3 separate regions of the Mus musculus genome follow, and all the other regions are linked to region 2. The links are chromatin contacts, called in public promoter capture Hi-C maps. All regions are on one chromosome and are shown on one strand. Each heading gives the region's core, a stretch centred on a gene start, on an enhancer-like site or on the middle of the called end of the contact. The rest is flanking DNA. Distances are from core to core; before and after follow the strand shown. Region 1 holds the start of Snx5 (sorting nexin 5). Region 2 has its middle 36 kb from the start of Otor. Region 3 holds the start of Kat14 (lysine acetyltransferase 14).

Region 1 (2,700 bases), core at 91-2,590, 1.2 Mb before region 2:
GCTCTGCAGCCTTATGCTTACTCACTGGTCCATACAGTACATCATCTTCCTTGAACAACGACTCTGGAGTCTGGGCCGGGCCTCTGGACAAGACAGAGCGTACTAAACGAGAGTACTTCGCTTGGTCTACTGCTTCGTAAGAGTTTTTCTTCTTCTGGCTACACAAATAAGAGAAAGTGGAGAAACTCACAGGAGGGCTTGCTTTTACAGAAAATCTGTTTAACCTGCTAAGCAGCCTGCAGAAGGTCAGAGGCAGTTTCATTTTTAGACTTCGCCCCTCTAACTTTTCTCTAGTCTGGAAAGTTTAAAAGTGTGTTCTGTTCGTATCTGAAAAAAAAAAAAAAGTGGTGTTAGGTTTAAGACATTTTCTATATTAAAACCATCAAATTGAAAATCACACAAGAGCCGGGTGTGGTGGCGCACGCCTTTGATCCCAGCACTTGGGAGGCAGAGGCAGGTGGATTTCTGAGTTAGAGGCCAGCCTGGTCTACAAAGTGAGTTCCAGGACAGCCAGGGCTACACAGAGAAACCCTGACTCAAAAAACCAAAAAACAAAAACAAAAAAACCCACAAGAACATTAAAAGTGCATACACTAAACTTTTGACGTTTCCAAAAAAAAAGAGAAAATCATTCCCAAGTAAGATTCATGAAAATTGTAAGTGGCTTTTGTTCAATGTTAATGTGTTGGCCGTTTCGGATATGACACCTTAAATCTGAATGTGACAAGGCCTGGAGGCATAGACCAGGAAACTTAAGTTACTTGGGTGGCTGAGGCAGTATGAAATTGAGATTTTGGGTTAGCTTGGCTTTGTCTCTAGAAACAAAACAACTACAATCTGCCCCCCCCCAACAAATTCACAAGTCTTAATTAACAGTTAAACACCTACATCTACATACCAAACTCTTACTAAATATTCTGTATGGGCATCGCTCATCTATTCCTCACGCCGCCCTTTAAAAAGTGGGTGCTACTGTGACCTCGTGGTCCAGACTCGGGACATGTCGCAAGTGGGTCTGCACAGCCCATCCAACGTTAATTCCAGAAAATGATCTCTGCAGGTGTCTCCCATGGCTGCGACAGGACAAGCGTGGCCCTTCGTGCCCGAGTTTGGATAGGGAAGAGAGTATTTAAATAGAAGGTCGGTCAGCGGCAGGGTTCTAGCTGTACCTGAGATGCCACCACGCTGTAACACCCAGCCCGCAAACAACCCTCTCGGGACCCGTACTTTCATCGGTCCCGCGCTTTCCCAAAGCGAGGCGGCCCCAGCATGCACTACGGCGTTCCCGTCGCACCTGTGAGGCGCCATCCCCTCCACGCCCCCGAAGCAGAAGCGCGGGCGCCGTCAAGCCGCGCGTTGTCGCGCTCACGAGATCTCGCGCACGTCACCGCCGCTCGCCATCTTGGACTCTGGCTGAGCCATAAATTGCCCGGGCCGCGGTGCGCGTCCTTTCTCGAGGCGTGCCTCGCCGGCGGAGGGTTCGGAGCCCGCGTTCCCGTCGCGGCCCTCCGGTGCTGGTGTCCGCGTGGCGCGGAGCGAGGGTAGGCTCCCCGCGTAGCTTCTATTGCCCGGCTCCAAGATGGACGGCCGCGGGGACGGGGGAGGCCGCACTGGGGGAGCACGTGGCGTGCCGCTCGCTGGCCTGCGCCCGGGGCTGCTGGGATGGTGGCGGAGTCCCGCGGCCTCCAGCCGCCGTCCGGCAAGGAGGCCGGCGGAGGCGGGGCCGCGGCCGCCCCTGAAAGGCGCCCCGGCGGCGGCCCAGCCTCTTCTTTCCTCGCACAGCCACACGGCCCCTGCTCGAGGCCCGCGTCGCCATGGCCGCGGTTCCCGAGTTGCTGGAGCAGCAGGAGGAGGACCGCAGCAAGGTGAGATCCCTTCCTCGCTCGCTACCTGGGCTGGAGGTTCCCGCCGGCCTCCTTGGGCTGGGTGGATCTTCTCTGGGGCTCGGACCCCAGCAAGATCCCGAGGTTTTCCCTCAACCACCCCTTTAGAGATGGCTTTCCAACGGGGTGTCTCTGCACGCTCATTCTCTGACCAAGGAGACCCAGACAAGTGGGACCCCACTTCTTGAGCTCTCGGTGGGAAGCTGACCGACGCTCTGCCAGTCATTCGACTGAGGCTAATCCTCTGAAGCCCTTAGGAGCGTGGTTTTTTTTTTTTTCTTTTTTCTTTTGCTCCTAAAACTTAAATCGACTACATGGTAATTGGAAAGTGGATCAAAGTTTCGTTTGCTATTCCTATCTCCTTTTAAGAAAATGGCCTTTTCGTTTAAAATAGTGGGGAGATTTCTAACGAGTATCTGTATGTAGCATGGTTTTTGCAACTTGGGAACGCTAAATGTGTCCTCGTGGGAGTTGTAATTTTTAGTAAATCCTGTGTGTTGATATAACCCTCGGGCTGCAAATATCTTGAGGACTAATGCAATAAACAGGGATTGCTATACGGGCAATAAAGGATTCTACTTTTATTGGCTCTTTAAACTTGAATTTTCCACCGCACAGGTAGGTTATGAGTCAGTTTTGTGGACAAAATCGTCAGTAATATGGGAGCTCTTAGATTTTAATAAGAGCTGAATTAAGATTTCATTTTAAGTACCTTTGAATGGGCAAACATTTTTTTTTTTGTTTTTGTTTTTGTTTTTCGAGACAGTTTCTCTGTATATCCCCGGCTGTCCTGGAACTCACTTTGTAGACCAGGCTG
Region 2 (2,700 bases), core at 72-2,571:
CCCTCCCACATCAGTCATGAATTAAGTAAACGCCCTAATGGCTTGCCTACAGCCCAGCCTTATAAAAGCACTTTCTCAGTTGAGGGTCACTCCTCTCAGCTTGTGGCAAGTTGACATAAATCCTGCCAGCACCTAGAGAAATAAAAGCCTGTTGGCCATCAGAGCTGAGAAGCATTCGGGCGATCTCTAGAGCTTTTGGTTGTCTCTGTGCCCTCTGTCATCACCCCCTGAACACATCAGTCCTGTAAAAATTCTTGACTTTGATAGTCAGGAAGCCAAATTTAAGAGAAACTGCAATTCCAAATATATAAAGGAAAATCTGTTTTTTCCTGAGTTTAGTGGTGATAGCAGCATCAGGAGGCTAAGACTGGATGAATGTTAGTTCAATGCCACTCTGGCCTACGTAGTGAGTTTGAGACTATCCTGTACTGCACCACATATAACCTATGGAGGAGGAGATGGGGGAAAGCTAGTCATTATTTGTTGGGCTAAAAGCTCTTTGTACACATTTCTTTTTCTTTTCCTTTTTGCATACTAGCACAATACCACTGACTCATACATTGATTTTAGCTCTCAGTCCTAGGGCTATCAGTGGTGGTCTTCCTGTTAGCAGAGTCTCACGGTGGTTGGTGTAGGGGCCAGAGAAAGAGAGTGTGTGCATATGTCTCTCCTGGTCTCTCTCTCTCTCTCTCTCTCTCTGTGTGTGTGTGTGTGTGTGTGTGTGTGTGTGTGTGCTTTTGAAGCTGCCTGCATTCAGTCACGGAAATGCTATCGGGGTCACTGTAGCTGATCATAATCTCCTGCCAGAGACCCCTCCTATACACACCACAGTCAGGTGCTGGCTGCTTCCACACCCTTAATCACAGTGAAGATTAATGAACACACAGAGAGATCACGGCATTTTAACTTAAAGAAAAAACTTGGTGTGCACCATGAGAGATGGTTTGGGGGCCTCTGTACTGCAGAAGGGATGGGAGAAATGGTGTTTCTTCTCAAAAGGGAGGGATGAGGGGTTGGAGGAAGAGGCGACAAGAATAAAGGGATGGTGCAGGCTAGAGCAAGTGTCATGGAAGGTGGCCAGGATCAAAGAGAAGTGGCACTGCTATGACTCTACTGCAGTACCACTCCACGTCTGTGGACCTCTGCATATCTCTGAAACCTCCCACAAATGCAGCACATTGCTCACCAATGCACCTGCCAGTCAGCTTCTAGTGAAAGTTAAAAAAAAAAAAATGGTTGGGTCTCAGGCATTCTTGGGCAGAGTTGAGAGTAGGAGGCTGTCACTGCAGAAACCCAGAAACAATCTGTCGGAGCAGATTTTGGAACTCGGCCACCTAAAGCTCCCTGATCAAGCTGGTTTACTTGAATGCCTGGAAAGTGGGGTGGGATGGGAGAGACTGCAATGTAGTAGCCATGCTAGGCCATTGCATGTCCCTCCAACATTCCATAGGAACCGTACTGCATTTTCTCATCTACTGGTGGATAGAAAAGGAGTGTGAATCATTTGGAGCAAGGCTGAGACACTAAGTCAGCACGAGACATGGGGATTCCCTCCAGAAAAGCAGAGACATTAAAATCTGGAGGGAAAAATAGCAAGCTTGAGTCAATACAGCAAAGGGGATTTGTGTGCAAAACAGGAACTTAGAAAGGTTAATGGAAGCAGGTCTGCTCCAGAGTTAGGTCTCCCTGTAGAAATGACATTAACTTCCACAGTGCACAGATACAGAGAGTCAAGATGGACAAGTTATGTTGGAGTATGCTGTCATTGATACACAGAAGAGAAAGACACATTTTAGAGATTGCAAGGCTGGTTAGGAAAGAGAATCCTCTAAACTCAACTTACAGCAATCTGTGATGTCACAGCAGGAGAGGCACGTGCATATATCGTTGGAATAATGTGGTTTCTTAGAACACATTCCCCAAGGAGTAAATTCTGGGTTCTATTGTACAGCTCTCTGTGATGCTAGGGAACTGACATGTCTGACCATACTGCATGGCTACCATGCAGAGAGACATCGCTCTGAGATACAGTCAGTCTATGGATTTGGCCAAGGAGATAATTAGTTTATGGGCACTGGGGTGAGTATGATTAGTGAGGCATCTCTGCCCACTCTCAGAGTAATCTGCAGGCCACTTAAGGCAGTTTCCTTTTCACATAAAGAGCAACCAAAGGCAGAGAAGAATCTCCTTTGGGGAAAGCTAGATCTCATTTGCAACTGATGTATGTAAATCTCTTACATTTCCACCTTAACCAAAGCCTCAAGTTTAGGTTTTATGTGTTTGTGGTGCCATCTGCTGGTAAGATGTAGATTTCATATTATGAGCTCTCAATTCAATTCTCCAAACTTTGTTCTTTTACACTGAAAAATTGAGGACTCCAAGTACCTTTTTTTTTTTTTTTTTTTTTTAGATTCATTTATTTATTATGTGTAAGTACACTGTAGCTGTCTTCAGACACTCCAGAAGAGGGAGTCAGATCTCCTTAATGGATGGTTGTGAGCCACCATGTGGTTGCTGGGATTTGAACTCCGGACCTTTGGAAGAGCAGTCGGGTGCTCTAACCCACTGAGCCATCTCACCAGCCCTCCAAGTACCTTTGCATGGAGCATATATATAACATTATCAGTGATACTGTAATTAGGAACTTGGAAAAAGTTCTTATTTGTTTATGTAGGAGAGTAACAACAATTAATCCCATAT
Region 3 (2,700 bases), core at 135-2,634, 1.3 Mb before region 2:
AGACAGAAAACAAGCCATTATTTCCTTTACTGCCACCTTGAAGTTTTCAAGACATCTACCTTCCTCGATGTTACAGTAAGTCGCTAATGAATAGCTACTGGACAGCTTATTTTGGTCAGTATGTCTTGGTCACTAACTTCCAAGAAATAACTAGATCTTTGCACACTTCCATTCTCTAACTGTGATTCTCAACCGTTTCATTAAAGCCTTTGGCGTGCCTTTTGGAACACAGCTGAGTCTCCATGCTCCAGAGATCTGATTTAATTGGTCTGCTCATACTGTAAAAACTTCTCAGGGGAACAGAGTTTGAAACAAAACTGATAGCAAACGCTGTCTCCAAAACACATCAGGAGGACACAGACACCCTGTCTTCCAAGTTTAATTAGAACCACCATCTTTTCCTTTTCCTCCCAAGAAGGAAGTTTCTTGCTTCTACTCCAGAAGATATCCCTGGGGAACCATATTTTAATCCCAAATCTTTAATTCCTTGTGTGCTTCTCCATCACTGCACATCGACCCTGCTCCTCAAAATGGTTCTGAATTTGCAAGCCTAGTTTCATTGCAATTCCTAGTTTGTGAATACAAAGGTCGATGGTCTGGTGACTCTTGAGGCTTTCAGTAACTTCTGCCCATGGCAAATCCGATTCAAACCAAATAACTGTAAAGGTATTGCTTGAAAGGGCAAATACCAAGTACTGGCCAGCACAGTGTGGCACCATTATAAAAAGAACAATCTCGAGAGGTTATAATTAACTATGTGTTCTCAGTGTGCTCAGCGCACTAGCCAGCGTTGCAAACTGGAATGAGGAAGAGTCGGTTAGTCGCTGATTAATAAGCCAGTTATTCTCCGAAAGAAAGCCATTAAAAGAAAACGTGAAGGGCGCTCGCTACCTTTTATCCTTTCCAGAACCTAAGTCCAGTAGCAAAATGTTTTGTTAATGCAAGTTGCAAAAATCTCAAGTTTCTTTAGCCAAAGGCACTGGGGGGTGTGCTGGGTGTGAGCTGCTTTATCTCCGGATTTAACAATTCCTGGGTAAGGCTTTGTGGGCTGTGCTGCCCCCAGGGCCTCGAGCTCACCCTAGCAACTCTCTAACTCTGGACTACACCCCTGCCCCGAGGCTTCCGCCCCAGTCTCCCGCCTCGTGGCTGGGGGAGAGAAGTCGGCGTCCTGAACGCGCCCTTGCAGCCCGCCCGGCCCGCCACGCGCGCAGGGACAGCTGCGGGCTCGGCGCCCCGGAAGACGCGGTCACGTGACACCGACCTGCCGGTCCTGCCGCTGCTTCAGATGCACGCCGGCCACCGTGGCCGCCGTCAGCAGCACCGAGAGGCCCAGCACTGCCTTCGAACTCCTCGACATTCCCGCTCCCGGCCGCGGACTCGCTCCCGCGCCCGCCCCCGCCGCCGCCACAGCCGCCGCCGCCGCCGCAGCCGCAACGGGCCAGGCTCGACCTCTCGAGCGCAGAGCCGTTGCAAGTGCTATCGTCGCCAGGCTCTAGCAATCGAGCGCCGAGCGTAACCCCTGGCCCGCTTCGCTGCTTCTTGGGAGTGGCTGCCTGGGGCCCTGGCTTTCCTATTTGGGGACCGCCTTCACCAGGAAGTCGCAGTGCTGGGCTGCTTTGGAGTCGCGAGGGTGGGGTTGGGAGTGCCAGTGGAGTATGTACGGAGGACATCTGGTCGCTATGGGGCGACTGATCAGACCCTAAATTTTCTTAGAGTCTAAAAGCTGGGTGGTTGGTTTTTTGACAAGGTATTGCTGTGCAGCTCAAACTAGCTTCAAACTCGCAATCCTGCCTCAGCCTCGGCTACACCTTGTTGCCTACTAAACTTCTGTTGGGAAATGCACTGGGTCAGGCAAGGATCCGGACATGTTTAGCTCCTGTAATCTTAAGAAATGGCGTTGCCCGGCGTGGTGGCTCACGCCTTTAATCCCACCACTCCCGAGGCAGAGGCAGGCGGATTTCTGAGTTCGAGTCCTGCCTGGTCTACAAAGTGAGTTCCAGGACAACCAGGGCTATACAGAGAAACCCTGTCTCAAAAAACCAAAAGAAAAAAAAAATGTCGTTGATGCCCTTGGAGCCTTTCAGGAATGCTTGTAAGATCCTTGTGTCAGAGTAGTTCACAAGAGGCTAAGGATGGTGTCATTTGCACTTACCCCTTAAATTAAAAAAGAGACTTGGCTTCCCAGAACTTTTAAGTATTTGTGATGCCAATGAAGAATGGCATATCAGTAAATCACTCTTACCCAGGAAAGTACACATTCAAAGCTGCTGCTGAAAACCGATAGACAACAATGATAAGGCTCATTCAGGCCTTGATTAGGTATTCCCAGTGTTTCCCCAACATTCACTTCGTCTCAGTATGCTTTGCTCTTTCGTTCTCTGTTAAGTGAACCCAAACGGCATGAAGAAAATACTATTATGAACAGTTAGCATACTGCATTGGTTATATCTTTGGTTTTTTTTTTTTAATTAATTTTTTTGGTGTTTTTTGTTTGTTTCTTTGTTTGTTTGTTTTGACAGGGCTTCTCTGTGTAGCCCTGACTGTCCTGGAACTCACTTTGTAGACCAGGCTGGCCTCAAACTCAGAAATCCGCCTGCCTCTGCCTCCTGAGTGCTGGGATTAAAGGCATGCGACACCACGCCCGACTTTAATTTATTTTTTAAAGAATCTAGGTTTATTTATTTTTAAAGATTTATTTTA

The links. Promoter capture Hi-C pulls out the DNA fragments that hold promoters and counts their contacts.
Region 1: a promoter capture Hi-C map of hippocampal neurons shows a contact between it and region 2, with 13 times the contacts expected there. The contact joins the promoter of Snx5 here to the enhancer-like site in region 2. A contact is called at or near these places in 11 of 39 promoter capture datasets (the 3T3-L1 cell line, 3T3-L1-derived adipocytes, cranial neural crest and 6 more), 1 of 484 Hi-C or Micro-C datasets (cortical neurons) and 6 of 115 datasets of contacts at active chromatin or transcription factors (astrocytes, cardiomyocytes, embryonic forebrain and 2 more).
Region 3: a promoter capture Hi-C map of hippocampal neurons shows a contact between it and region 2, with 7 times the contacts expected there. The contact joins the promoter of Kat14 here to the enhancer-like site in region 2. A contact is called at or near these places in 10 of 39 promoter capture datasets (the 3T3-L1 cell line, 3T3-L1-derived adipocytes, the C10 cell line and 6 more) and 3 of 115 datasets of contacts at active chromatin or transcription factors (astrocytes, embryonic stem cells and large pre-B cells).

Annotation. Positions count from the first base shown.
Region 1 is chr2:144,269,542-144,272,241 of GRCm38.p6, reverse strand. It overlaps Snx5 (sorting nexin 5), which reads left to right and starts at 1,340. Exons shown (of 14, transcript NM_001199188.1): 1 at 1,340-1,541; 2 at 1,783-1,865. The coding sequence starts at 1,815. Mgme1 (mitochondrial genome maintenance exonuclease 1) reads right to left here and starts at 1,338. Exons shown (of 5, transcript NM_028984.5): 1 at 1,170-1,338; 2 at 1-327. The coding sequence starts at 262.
Region 2 is chr2:143,113,527-143,116,226 of GRCm38.p6, reverse strand. No RefSeq gene overlaps it. Among named protein-coding and RNA genes, the nearest start is that of Otor, 36 kb to the right of the region's middle. Within about 2 kb of position 1,321, at least 12 of the 459 cell types and tissues checked have an H3K27ac peak or open chromatin away from gene starts, as enhancers often do. A contact at or near this core is called in cortical neurons and hippocampal neurons, where this site is marked.
Region 3 is chr2:144,367,719-144,370,418 of GRCm38.p6, reverse strand. Kat14 (lysine acetyltransferase 14) reads right to left here and starts at 1,384. Exons shown (of 11, transcript NM_181417.3): 1 at 1,262-1,384. It overlaps Pet117 (PET117 homolog), which reads right to left and starts at 1,436. Exons shown (of 2, transcript NM_001164813.1): 1 at 1,262-1,436. The coding sequence starts at 1,357.